Linked DNA regions of Mus musculus: regions 1, 3 and 4 are each linked to region 2. A link is a contact called in public Hi-C and promoter capture Hi-C data. All regions are on one chromosome and are shown on one strand. Each heading gives the region's core, a stretch centred on a gene start, on an enhancer-like site or on the middle of the called end of the contact. The rest is flanking DNA. Distances are from core to core; before and after follow the strand shown.

Evidence for each region. Promoter capture Hi-C pulls out the DNA fragments that hold promoters and counts their contacts. Hi-C and Micro-C count contacts between places; a contact is called where the count stands out from the background.
Region 1: a Hi-C map of cerebral cortex shows a contact between it and region 2, with 2.0 times the contacts expected there. The contact joins two enhancer-like sites. A contact is called at or near these places in 1 of 39 promoter capture datasets (cranial neural crest), 3 of 484 Hi-C or Micro-C datasets (cerebral cortex, embryonic stem cells and uterus) and 2 of 115 datasets of contacts at active chromatin or transcription factors (craniofacial prominence and forebrain).
Region 3: a promoter capture Hi-C map of second pharyngeal arch cranial neural crest shows a contact between it and region 2, with 2.5 times the contacts expected there. The contact joins the promoter of Ttc21b here to the enhancer-like site in region 2. A contact is called at or near these places in 4 of 39 promoter capture datasets (the 3T3-L1 cell line, hippocampal neurons, pre-B cells and 1 more), 1 of 484 Hi-C or Micro-C datasets (nephron progenitors) and 5 of 115 datasets of contacts at active chromatin or transcription factors (embryonic forebrain, embryonic limb bud, forebrain and 2 more).
Region 4: a contact with region 2 is called in a promoter capture Hi-C map of hippocampal neurons, with 2.8 times the contacts expected there. The contact joins the promoter of Galnt3 here to the enhancer-like site in region 2. A contact is called at or near these places in 3 of 39 promoter capture datasets (cranial neural crest, frontonasal cranial neural crest and hippocampal neurons), 3 of 115 datasets of contacts at active chromatin or transcription factors (embryonic hindbrain, embryonic stem cells and stem cell-derived neural progenitor cells) and 1 of 9 other capture datasets (embryonic stem cells).

What each region holds. Positions count from the first base shown.
Region 1 is chr2:66,176,494-66,179,982 of GRCm38.p6, reverse strand. No RefSeq gene overlaps it. Among named protein-coding and RNA genes, the nearest start is that of Galnt3, 53 kb to the right of the region's middle. Within about 2 kb of position 1,967, at least 45 of the 459 cell types and tissues checked have an H3K27ac peak or open chromatin away from gene starts, as enhancers often do. A contact at or near this core is called in cerebral cortex and forebrain, where this site is marked.
Region 2 is chr2:65,817,365-65,820,552 of GRCm38.p6, reverse strand. No RefSeq gene overlaps it. Among named protein-coding and RNA genes, the nearest start is that of Csrnp3, 27 kb to the left of the region's middle. Within about 2 kb of position 1,887, at least 108 of the 459 cell types and tissues checked have an H3K27ac peak or open chromatin away from gene starts, as enhancers often do. A contact at or near this core is called in cerebral cortex, embryonic limb bud, forebrain and 4 more, where this site is marked.
Region 3 is chr2:66,254,736-66,258,319 of GRCm38.p6, reverse strand. It overlaps Ttc21b (tetratricopeptide repeat domain 21B), which reads left to right and starts at 1,703. Exons shown (of 29, transcript NM_001047604.2): 1 at 1,703-1,806. The coding sequence starts at 1,786.
Region 4 is chr2:66,122,937-66,126,057 of GRCm38.p6, reverse strand. It overlaps Galnt3 (polypeptide N-acetylgalactosaminyltransferase 3), which reads left to right and starts at 1,265. Exons shown (of 11, transcript NM_015736.2): 1 at 1,265-1,534.

The DNA of each region.
Region 1 (3,489 bases), core at 718-3,217, 360 kb before region 2:
TCTGCTTTCAAGAAAACTGACGAGCCAAAATACCGAACTGCAGGAGTGTCAAAGCCAGACGTCGAAATCAACTGATTCAATATGTGAAAACTGGTAACTGATGAATGAAAACTTCTGTTCACTTCCCACCAGGACCAAAATCACAAAGTACAGAAGATACTTTGATACAAGAATTACAGAGGAGAGGAGTGTGTGTGTGTGTGTGTGTGTGTGTGTGTGTGTGTGTGTGTGTTGCGGGGGCGGGGGGGTTCCCTTACTTTCCAGCATGAGGAGATTCAATATCTAATTACCCTGCCCACCCACCCACCCCACAAGATGATCCCACAAGTCCTCTGTTTTCCACACACTCATAGAAAAACTCATATACACAGAGACATATAAAACAAATAAATGTAAGAATCATTGAAATTTCGATTTAAAAAAAAATCTATTTTTTGAGCCCAGAGTGTAGTACTGTGTCGTTTCTGCAGTTAGTAAGCATGTGTTCATGCATGAACACACAGACATGGGTCAAGCAGGTGTACTTTGCATGTATACATGCATGTTTTAGGAATCACTGAACTCACATCAATTCCAACTCATTCACAGAGCTCTTTCCTCCCGAATCATTTACACGAGGCTTCACACTGAAATCCCAATCGCAACACATTGATTTCTCATGAATCCATCTAAAGTTCAGAATTGCCTTACCCAAATAACCATAACAAACAAACCCACTGAATCCCATTTGTTACAGTCCTCCCTGCCTACGTATACACACACACACACACACACACACACACACACACCACACTACCAACTTTGATTTTCAGTCCTGGTAAATGCAAATCTACTTTAAAATGCCCCCATAACCATATCCTAGTAGCACAAAGCATTTAAAAAGTCACACTGAAGAAATTTCTTGCTGGTAAGAGTATATGCTGTGCTCCATAGAGCAGCTTTGCCGCCTCCTTGTGTTTCTCTCCTTGCAAAATGAATTCCATCTTTTCCCATGCCAGCACTGTCATACTAACGATGTAGTGACAGAAAGTTGAACAGGAGACTCTGCAGCTTTAAGCAAAGCACCATGGGGTGAAGAATGAGAGTTGAGCACTTTTGTTAAAAATTGCGTAGAGAAACGGCGTTATTAGAAACTGATTTATCTTCCCATGGACCCTAAGTATTTTCAGATTCTGCTGTGATGCTCTACATGGCAGCTATAAATATCTACAAAAGAACTCGGAGGGAAATGTTTTCTTCCTATATTATTAAAACTATGAATTTCTGACTCATAGCAGCCAACACTACTTTCCCTTCCACCGATCCTTTCAGACTGCTGCCTAACTCATTGAGTGAATCTTGGTCTTTCCTTGCAAAGGATTTATTTCCCCTATTCTTTATTTTGTATTTACATTTTATATCTGCTTTCTTGAGTCCTGCAGACTCATAAAAATGGTTTTGAATAGCATAGCAGCAGAGATGATGGGGAGGTCAGCTATGTTAATTTCAAAGTGCCCCAGACTTCAGTGTGAGGTTGCCTAGCAACCCATCTCTCAGGCCTCCTTTGTGGGTGAGAGAAGAGAAAGCAATTCTTCTGTATACTCTCAAGCTGAGATGGCTTTATAAAGTGAAAAATCCTTTGCAAAGGGTCCAGCATAACCCCTGTTTCTCTTCTCCTGCCCACTCTGTGCACTTTACCCATGATGAGAGAAAGACCCCATCCTTTGATGCTTGAGATCTGATACGTACATAAAATAGACCTAGGTGCAACATGGTCAAACGGCACAAGTGACCTCTTTCCTAACATTGGATTGAGATACATTAATTAAACTACTCAGCTTCCCCTTTCTTTAATATGAAAGCACACTTTCCCCCTCAAGTTCTTAAAGCCAGTAATGTTAAATGAAACAGCAACTGCCTGCTGAGCATCGGTTACCATAGCGACCCAAGCCAGTAGAGGTGTTTTTCTCCGTAGGCACAGGATGGCTGAAATATGTCCAACCAGGGGACGCAAGCAACATGCTGACTAGAAATCAGCATCTGGGAGGAGCCTGCTCTGTTCCCTCTTATCCACACGAACTAAAAATAAAATAAAATAAAATAAAATAAAATAAAATAAAATAAAATAAAATAATGAAACCTTCTGCTATTTCCTCAACAACTGAGAATTGGACTTCAGTGGGTGGCAGAAACACCCTGTTGAAGCATATAGGAGAAGACGGGGAAAGCTACGGACCAGTAAAACCCACATCAACGGCTGAGAGATCGTGACGAGATCCACTGCCTTTTCAAACAGCACTAAAAGTACAAAATGAAAGGGGTCAGCTGGAGACTCACATTGTAAAAATACTTATGTCCAACTCTTAAAATCATTTATAATCTATGCTCTATCATTAGTTTCTGAGCAGAGAGCACAAGAAGGGAGCACATTTTGGTTCAGATCAATATAGTTTTACTGGACAGTCTTTCTGACTTAGAACAGTGTGAGGCACACTGCTCAGTACTCGTCTGACTGGCCTCCAATCCTGGATGAGTACCGAGAGGCCACATAGCATCTTGGGCTTTTGCACCAAACAACCTAGATTTTCATCTTGGCCCCTTCTTAACAGTGCAACTTGGGGCAGATTTTCTAGGCCTTTGTAGTCTCTGTTTTCTGGTATTTAAAATGGTACTTAAGAGTAGATTGTTGACATGCAAACAAACAGATAGATGTGAAACAGTTGATCCAACACTGGCCCGCTGTCTGTCAGGAATTTGGCATGAGCAGGAAATGCTCACACAGCAGGTAGAAAATGCTCTGCCTTGTGTTGTGCTTAATATGGGAGTAGTAATGCAATCCCAGCCAAAAGGACACACCCGCACGGGAGCCTCGCTGCAGATTTTCACACACACATTGGTTGCTATGTCATCGTCTGTGTATCCTGACACTCGCACCCCTTGAGGGTCGACCTCCAGGACCACTTCAAACAAGAAGCTTCTTACTCACATTTTACAGCTCAGTCTTGTGTTCCTAGCAATAACTTGCCTTTACAGAAGTAGAGAAAAGAGTGGACAAGGGCATCCAAGTGCAGTTCACTAATGGAGCGGTCAAGGTTGCTAGCAGTTATATAAAATGCAACATGTGTTAATTTCTCAAATACCTTTCCTGAGCACTCATTTTCTTTTATTTATTTTTTGTTTTTGTTTTTGTTTTTTTGTTTTGTTTTTTTGAGGCAGGGTCTTTCTGTGTAGCCCAGGCTATCCTGAACTCACCTTCTAGACCAGGCTGGCCTGGAACTCACAGAGCTGAGTCTGCCTCTGCCTCCCCGAATGCTGGGATTAAAGGCCAGGCACTCATTTCAACAACAGTGTGATTCCTGGTAATTAGCAAGTCACTCTCACAGCTTATGAAATGTGTATCCCTCTACACATTGCAGACTACTGAACCCAATCCTTTTCGGTCCAGAGATGAGGGGTGGAGCTCAGATTATGACTGATTTACTACATCCATTCACAATGTGAATATATTTA
Region 2 (3,188 bases), core at 638-3,137:
CATTTTTTCCTCAGAGCTATGTGACACTAGAAACACAAGACACCTTACTCTGAGGTCTAATGAACTCTTAGGTCACTTTCAGTTCTGGAGTTCTGACTCTCCTTTCCCCAAAAGACCAACACAGGATAAGAAAGATTGCTGGCAGCTTAAGTGGATCTCACAGGATGAAGAGAGTTGGGCATGCTCAGCTTCTGAGCACAGATGTAAAAAACCCTTCTTGGAGAACAAGGGTTGCTCCTTTACAGATATGATCCTCAACTTCTGAGGAAGTGGGGTGAGTGAAGAATCGACACAGTGCATGGTGTCGTAGGAAGAACGACGAGGCACAAATGTAGCTGAGGGATTTCATTTTCAATGGTATTCTTATATCTTAGGTGTGTTTCTTTTCAGAACATAAAAAGAACACATGATTTGTTCATAGTTTAAAATTTCAGGAATACTTAAAATAGTATATCCATCATGTTACTTGTGTTTCTTAAACCTCTGCAAGGATATTTTGAGCATTAGGCCTATGCACGCAGCATGGGTGTCTAAATGTTTATTTCAAGTGATTATAACAAAGATTTATTGCGCATCTCTGTGTGCGGTAGAGACTACAAACCAAACCAAAGAATTCATAGTGAATTTCAGGAAACCCTCAATCTACAATGAGGAGGTGAAGTAAATTAACATGCCATTAACACCAAGCTAGATGACAGACCTGTCCAAAGCACCATACACCATAATGTCAAGATTTACAAACATTTGCCGAGAAAGCATGCAAACAATGTCACAGTTTCCAATGCAATGACAACAACAAATAAATAAATAAAACCTTTTTGGAGCTATAATTGTTAATATTGCAATTTCGAACATGATGACTGACTGAAGAGGAAAACTACCTGCCAGAGAGGTGCATGTATCATGACTAATCACGTGGTCAAAATATTTATCACAAAGTGGAAAAAAAATACTAAAGCATTGTGAATCTGCCCTTAAAACAGAGCTTCTCTGTAAACATTGTTGCAGTCAAAGTAATGGAGTTCAGTTTCCCAGAGCAGCTCATAAACACAGGACTTTGACTCAGAATCCAGGGGACCTGGGTACTGTAAGTAATTACTATAATTTAAAATACTTCTCTGAAAGATTTTTATTCTCCTCATAGGATATAAACCAACCATAACATGATTTTAGGAGTTTGTGATTAATGCTTTAAAAAATTATCCAACTATAAAAACATACAGTGGTAGAAAAGGAAAAACAAAACTTTCTCCTGATTTAATTTAAAGATGATAATTGATTTGTTTTTTCAAAGGACCTTAATTCTGAAAATGTTCTTGGCGTAGTTTTTTTTGTTTGTTTGTTTGTTTTGTTTCTTGTTTTTTAATTTGTAGAATCTAATGATTCCCCAGGTAACAAGATCCCCAATGAAACTACAATTAGATGCTAGATAGACTGTTTTCAAATCTACAGTGTTATTAGATTATCATTGCTTTGCAAATTAAAACTTACTTTCATTCCTGTATAAAATGGCCAAAGGGAAAATAAGATTCATATTAGTGGAAAACAGTAAGCAGGAATCACAAAAAATTGTGACTGAGTTTCTCATCCACATGAAAAACAGAGTTTGCAAAACACATGGTGTTTTAAAGTATCAGATCTTTATTTGTCTAAAAATTAACAGAAGAAACGCGTGACCGCCCACTAAGCAAAAAGAGCGTGGTAAACGGGATCTTTCAAACTTACTACCGATTGATCAAATGTACAGTTGTCAACCCAATCAATTCCTCCAGCTGATCAACATTTCCATTCCTGGAAGAAAAAGCGTGCCTCTGAGCTGTATACTATTCTCTGAAGACCGAAAACCGTGGTTGCCACAGCAACTGCAAACTGAGGCAGTGTCTGTCATGACCCAGTAGCAGTGTAATGGAAAACATCTGCCTGGAAATCACGAACTGGCACAAGGTCTTAGAGAGGAAGTATTCAAGAGAATTTAACCTGAACCGATTTCCTCAGTTCTAGTCGCAGGCTCTCCCGCTGCCTATGTTTATAACGCTGCTACTACTGCCAACATCTGCAGCACACAAAAGGGAAACAGAGAGAGGAAATGGATTGCTTTGTTCGCCGCCAAGAATACATCTTCCGAGGCAGTACGGTTGCTCTTAAACATACAGTTTCTAAAAAATAAAGTCGCTTTCCCGATCAAAGATTACAAAGAACAGTGAAATCATTTTTATTCTTTGACCCAAATCAGTGGTCTCCCACGTCGGCTCGGCTCGGAATTCCATGCAGAGCTTGTTAAAACACAGTCGCTGGTCCCCACCCCTTAGTTCTGATTCAGACTCTCAAGCTGGAGTTTAAGAACCTGGATTTTTAAAAGCTGCTGGGCAACTCGGCTGGTGCAGACCCAGGACACACAATCTAAGAAATACATGTAAACCACAGACCTTAAAGAATTCCTCAGGTTTGCTAATAATAGCACCTTGAGAAGAATAAGACTAAATTCTTCTTGTAGACTCACTTCAACTATATAGACTGCAGTGGCTTAGAAACCACTGGCTTTCCATGCAAAAAATCACCTTAAAATGCAAATTTTTCAGGTTCTAACCCTAGAGACTGGTTTTAGATGGTCTTGGACAACACTGAGTATCTAGTTAATTTCTTCATCAAGTGAAGTTGGTTAAGCAAGCCTGTTCCTCTATCTTAGGAACAGCTGATTTGGGGCACAATGGCACATTGTGCTGTATGGTGATCATCTGCCGAATTGGCCTTCAACTGTGCTCCTTGACCCCGTTACTCAGTGTTGATAGGTCTGGATGGGGTAGGGGAATCCTGAATTGCATCAAGAACTACTAGAACTTGGTGAAGGTGACCACCATATCAGTCTTCACAGTGAGATGTTTAAGACATCTTTAGAAAAAGGAGGGGAAAAAGAAATCCAGAATTGCATAATAGAAATGGCTCGGTCAATAAACTACGTGCTGCATAGTCATGAAGACCTGAGCTCAGATTCATAGAACCTACCAAAAAAGCTGTGGGTGTGTCGGGGGAGACTGAAGAGATGGCTCAGCGGTTAAGGGCACTGGCTACTCTCCCAGAGGACCCAGGTTCAAATCCTAACATCCACAAGGCAGCTCACAACTGTCTGTAACTGCAGTTCCAGTGACTCAGTTCCAGAGGCTCTGATACCTCTGATACCTTCACACCCA
Region 3 (3,584 bases), core at 454-2,953, 440 kb before region 2:
TCTCTCCAGCCCCCAATTTTTTTCTTCTTAATTTAATTAAATTTATGACTAATCACCAGTCCCATTTATCTAACAAGAACATTTTGTTCTTTTAAAGATGGTGTGTCTTTCCAGTTGTCTATCTTGAACTCATGGGCTCAAGTGCCCATTCTGCCATGGTTTCCTCTGTAATTGGGACTAAAGATGTGTACCCCTGGCTCTCAACACTAATTCTCACTCAGTATCATAAGGCCCTTTCTGTCCCAAGACTCCACTGAAACTCAAAAGGCTTATATGATGCTCAAAAATGTGGAAACTGGTGGTTTTCACTGGGATACAGTGCGATATTTCAGTGCACACATACAAAGAGCAGGGGTCACATTGGAATAATTAGCATCCCCACTGCTTTGTCATGACCTTAAGTACCTCTCTTCTTGATAAGATAGAATTCTAGAACTGTCTACATCATTCTGCCTGTTTTTTTTTAATTGAAATGGATTCTTCTCTCATCCCAACCACAGTTCCCCCACCCCACTCTTCCTAGCTTTTCACCACATCCGCTTCTCCATTCCTTTAGATCCATTCCCCCTCCCTCTCCTCTTCAGAAAGAAGTAGGCTTCTAAGAGATGACAGCCAAACAGGACCAAAATACAGTAAGACAAGGTAAAAGATCTCATACGGAGGATGGAGAAAGCAACCCGATTGAAGGAAGAGTCCTAAGAGCAGGCAGGAGGCCCACTAAAACATCAGTATAACGGCCACAGCTGCCTGCAGTCCTTTAAAGAATACAAGCAGAAACAAATTAGTGTGTCTAGATGCCCCTCTCAGTCAGCTTGCTGGATCTCATGATAAATACACTGGTGAAGATCTTCTAAGGAAGGCTGCCAGGAAGCAAACAGAAAAGCAAAAAGAAAAGCAAACAGCAAGTCCATGGTCCCAATGTCTTCTTCAAGGTCACGTGAGAATCTTCTAAAGTCCTTTCATTTGGCCTCATCTATCAAAGGTTCCACCACTCCCAACAGCACACGGGCTGGGGAACATTCAGCACGTGTGTCTTTGAGGGACAGTTTAGATCCAAACTACAGCAAACACTTAAGAAATAGAAATCTAAAAGAGGTAACCACATATTTTTAAATAAGACTTTGGGGGTGGAAATCTGGCGGAGCAGTTTAATAAGCACTCGAATAGCAAAATTACAGCAGCGCCTGAAAAGATTTAGAACAAGCCCAAGCCAGGCTTCAAGGTTTTTGCCGAACTGTGATTTTTCTGCGCCACCTTGTGGCCCAGACACGATTACTACACGTGTCAGGTAAATCATTTTCCCTGGTCAAGTACTAAGCCGCATTGCGCAAATCGGCTTCCACAAAAAATGCTGAGAAAATGGAGTCGGCCTTTGTTTGCAGGGATGAAAAGCGGCATGGCTCTCCCTCCTATTTGCTGCTTCATCATCTTTATTCTTTAATCTCATATCTCTTGCTCCACCCAATCCCTCCTCCTCGCGCCGTTTCCAGGCTGGACCTCCCTCCTCTAGCCCCACAACTCGGCAGCACTCAATGCTCAGCGGATTCCAGCCCCAGTCGCCCTCGCGGTCCTCCCTCGGGGTTCCCTCCTCGCCTGCTCCGGTGGCCCCCTCCTTCCTAGTCCTACAACTAAGCTCCGCCCCCTCACGCCGACAACCAATGGAGATCGGGCCACGCCCCTCGTGCTGCACGCCGCGTCCCTTAGGGTTTGAGGGCCCGGGAAGTGGGTCTGAACCCCTAACCCTGCGGCGGGCAGCGGTGGGCACCCTCCGGGTAGCCGGCGGCCATGGACTCCCAGGGGCTGAAGGTGAGCGGGCGGCGCGGGGCGTGGGCAGGGCGAGTGGACTGCGAGGTACAGGGTGGCTCGGGCAGCTGATGGTGAGAGCCTGCGGCCTTGGCGGAGATGCTGCGCCCCCCGCCGGGATGATCCCGAGGGCTCAACCACTGCCTTGCGGTTAACGGCCAGCCCCCAGCCTCCTGCTTATGTTGGCTTTGGACTTCTCCTGGGAAAGCCTGCTTAGTCTCCAAGTGTGATTTCTAGGGACTTAGCGAGCTAATGTCCTCTACCCGGCACTCACCTTTGCAAGCGGTTAACGAAAGTCCTTTAAAAGGAGGAGTATTATAGATTATGAAAATGGTCTTCCCATAGTTGCACTCAGCATATATTTCAGAAATGGTGAAAAACAAGGACAAGGTTTGGAAGCCTTTCGCGATCATTCCCCTCCCCTCCCCTCGCATCCCCTCCCCTCCCCTCTGTCCACTTTGGGACCTGTTCAGTATTTGTGGAGCGCTTTTTCTTGGGTGACTCCCGGAAGTTGGAGCTAGCTGAACAGACTCCTGGACATGAGATTTACTCATTCAAAAATCCAACACTGGAAAAAGTTCTTAGTACATTTAGCAAGCATTGGTTGACTGCCTTCTGTGTGTTTTGCACTATTTTCTAAGTACTTGCAATACTGCAGTAAAGGTGCTTAGTCTTGCAACTTTCACTTGATTTATGAGGGCTGACCCCACAAGCTATTAAACACATGAATGTCATGAGAACTACTGATTATATTCAGAGGACAGTGGGTGCTGACAGTTAGGGAAGACCGAAAGGTTTGGCTTTTTTTTTTTTTTTTTAATGAATTTCTACATTACCTTTTCAAGTTTTTCCTCCAACTCTTTTACATGTTTTATCCCTCATTTTATCCAAATGAGTTCTGCACTAAAACCACTTTAGTGATAAAACCATTATTAAACTTCTCATCACTTAGCACAGGAGCGAGTCGTGTCCTAAAACTGAGGCTGCTGACCTTGGCTTCTTCCCTTTCCAGTTTGATCAGTGCAATATTCTATCTAGAACAAGGTTCTTGAACAAGGAGTGGCAAGCACCGTCTACAAAATGCCAGATGGTACCTACTTTAGTATCTCTGTCCATCTGCAGTGACGTTGGTAAGCAGCTGTGGATGTACCTAAATGAAGGAGCATCCTCATATGCCAGTACATCTTCATGAGCTCTAACGTTTGTCTATGAAAGGTTTTCCCTGGCCCTTCTTCTCCAACTATTTTTAGCTCACTACCCATACAAAACCAAGTGGGAAGAAAGCCAGACATATCTTGGACCTACCTTCCCTTTGGACCTATCACTCTGGTTTCCTACCCTATTGTAGAATAAGGGCTGGCTTTTAGCCCCGCCCATCACCACACCCAACCCAGGTACCACACTCTTATCTCCATATTGCTCTTCCTCTGCGTTTTACAGCCCTGGGCCTTTCTCAGAAATATTCCAAGAGAAATACGGTGTTATATGTGGAGGAGATGGAGTAATGTGTTTATAATTGAAGAATCGGCTCTAGCATCCTCTGCAGGAGTGGGTTCCCTGGTCACCCACAGTTACCAAGCTGAGTACAGTATTCTGTATTCCCCAAAGCGAAGTAGTGCCCACCCCACATTCATTATAGCATTGTGTCCCAGCGGGTGTTCAGATTACAGTTTACCTGAATGTTCAAGATTTTTCCATGGCAGTAAACACTCTTGTTAACTTTTCTCAGCATCTTATTGATAGATTCAGAGTACAGTGTAGAACAGGATAGGTTATACTCT
Region 4 (3,121 bases), core at 16-2,515, 310 kb before region 2:
GAAGAAGGAACTTTTAAATGATAATGCTAAAATGTCATACAAAAGTTCCTGGATGCCTACAAAACAATTGGAAATAAGCAAAAGAAAAAAAAAAGTTACCTAAGTTGCCGAACTATATGAAGCTATATGAAGTGAAACTATACTACAACAAATGTTGCACATAAGCCAAGTAAAACTAACACCTGTTGATAATGTACTAAGATTTTAAAACTTAGTTCCAGTTCACATATAAAACTCATAAGTTAGGAAATAAACACCGTGAGTGTCAAAATGTGGGAGGAAGGCTTCCATCATTCTTTATAGGAAAACTCATCACTGCGGAATCAAACAGGTCGCCCAGAGTCTTTAGCTGTTTTTCCACTTCCCTGAATACTTTTGAGAATAGTCAAATAAAAAGTTCATAGAAATGTGTAAAAGCAATTTGAAGTCCTGGTTTTGAGTGTCAACGTCTCCAGAACAGAAGGCATAGTGGAAGGGGTGGGGGGGCACGGTGTAAGTGTCTCAAACACACTGGCAAAGCCTAACATGTTTAAGAGTGTAGGTTCTCACCTTGCAGAACAGATGTTGGCTTTTAATCTACTCTTCAGTGAAAACAATTCCTTTCCAGGAAACCACAAACTCTGCCCAAACCCTGGCAGAGGGGTTCTCCCCGAGGGCGCTGCTATCCCTCTCCTGTGGATATTGATTGGTTGGTCTTGCAATAGATAGCAACCCAGGAAGGGGTGACGGTGGACCCCAAATCAACTGAAACTTGACCAAAATACCAGAAGCTCTACTTTGAAAAAGGGAGTCGCCTCCTTGGGACCTGAGGCTTCCCTACCCTAGCGCCGGCGGCCAGAAACGGAAACCACTCGCTGCGCTCAAGTGAGAGGAGTGATGAAATCAAGGCTACAGGGGAAGGAAGCTCACCAACCTAACTGGTGACAAAGCTGCTGAGCCTCGGGAGGAAAGCAGCACGGTCTCCCAGGGGTCCCGGGGAACGCCGCACCCCTGGGTTTGGACCACCCGGAGAGGAAGAGGAACCGCGTGGGGTTAGGGGTAGGGGGAAGTGCGGCTCAGATTTCTCAGCGTCCCTGCCAGTGGGCTCTGGGTACCAGGTGGCCGCGGCGCGGGGCAGCGCAGGCTCGGCACTGCGGAGGGCTGGCGGGCGGGCAGCGCGCGGGCGGCGGAGGAGTTTGCTTGGCGCGCGCCCGGCCGGCCCGCGGCTCACCTGGAGCGCTCAGGTAGGACCGGGGCGGGGCGCGGGGCTGGCGCGCAGGCGCGGGATCCGGCCTCGCCCCTGCCGACGTCGCCGGCGGGAGCTCACCTGGGAGACTCGCAGAGGAAGAGGAGCCTCGGCGTGGCCTCGCTTGGCAACGCGGGAGGCCCGGCGGGAAGGCAGGAAGCGGCGGCGGAGGAGGAGTTGAGCCGAGCGGCCACGAGAGCCACGGCCACCCGAGTCGCCGGCGTCGCCACCTGCACTTGGCTCTGGACCCCCGCGGACAGAGCCCCGGCCGGCCGCCGCTTCCCGCCGCCTGCCCTGCCCACCTGCCAGGTAAGCCGGCGTCCAGCCGACCGGGCTCCCGCAGTCCCAGCAAGGGGACAGCGTGCGGGACGGCCCCGGAGCTGCCCGCGGCCGGTTGGACGCGGTCTCGAGAGCGGGTTTCAGTTGCTCCCCCTCGGGAGAGGCCGGCGGGGATACCGATCACTCCTGTCGCCGGGTCCCCTCGGCAGCCCCAGAGCCTCACCGGGGCAGAAAGTCCCCCTGGTACCCCTGGGCCCCCTGATAGTCCTCGGGAGGGCGGGTCTCTGGCGGAGGCGCTGCTCAAGGCTTGCCAACTTGGGCTAGCAGGTTGCCTGCCCACTCCCGGGTACCGAGTGGGCCAAACCCGCTACGGGGAGGGCTGTGGTTGTGCCGGGCAACTTTCCCCGCTAAGCCCAGACAGTCCTAGATTGGAAAACGGCGGCAGCCAGAGCCATCACGAAGCTTGCCGACTGGTTTGGAAGGCGCTCGGTGGTCGGGACCTGGGCATCCCGCGCACTGCACTTTTCCGGGTGCCCTCCCCGAGCCAGAGCTGCGCCCACTTTCCGGTTGAAGGTGGCAGAGTCCAGGTCTTTGTGGCAGGAGGAAATGGAACTGTGGTTCACCAGCTGCCTCCTCTTAGAGGACCTGTTGACTTAAGGACCAATGTATCTCGGATCTGGTGTGCCTGTGGCATATGACTCAAAGGTTCAAAAAAAAAAAAAAAAAAAAAAAAACCAACTTTGTTTCAGCATCCTGCCACGTCTGAACCTGGAAGTGCCAAGCCCAAATTCCTGTCTACCTAATTAGGATTTTCGAAAGCCTATGAATTAAGGTTGAAACTACTCTTAGCATAGACTTAATACTTAATTCCTTCCTTCTGTTTTGGGAACTCCATCAAGTTACCTTCCTCCCCTTTCTGATTTTTTTTTCTTTTTAAGAAAATGTTTCTAAGTTATGGCTTGATATTGAAGTTACACTACCTAAGGTACATCTGAACTCAAATACTTTTGTAAAAATTCAGAAAGTTACATTTGAATTTGAGAGTTTCTGGTTGTGAGAAATTCCACTTTTATCATCTAACTTTGAGTTTGTTACTTAGACATATGAGTTCAAAACCACACCCTATAATTATTTCTTTTTAACCTTTAACATCAACTGAAACCTAACATGCATGTTAGTTGAAACATTCTGGGCAGTGTATTCATACCAAGCATTTCTTATACACTGTTTTAACCAACATTTTTTTTTCATAGAAAATTTTATTAATAAGTTCCACTCTCTAGGTGTGTTTAGTTCTGCCTTTACCAAGTTTTAAAAACATATATTTAGGTTGTACATGCTTTCTTTCTATATATTTTTTAAAAAAATATTTCTAAATATATATTTAGATTGTAAAATACTTAGCCATTACATGTTTCTTAATGAGGTGTAATTAAAATTTTTTAAAAAGAAGAAAGAACCCCACCCCCACCCCCCCACACACTATAACAACACATAATTGTTAATTCAACCAAGGGTTTTCAAGAGCCTCACCCACCTTCTTAGTCATGTCTCCATCCTGAGAAACTGACGTGCTAAGTGCTATTTGAACATTGAGCAGATAGTACCCCCTAAATT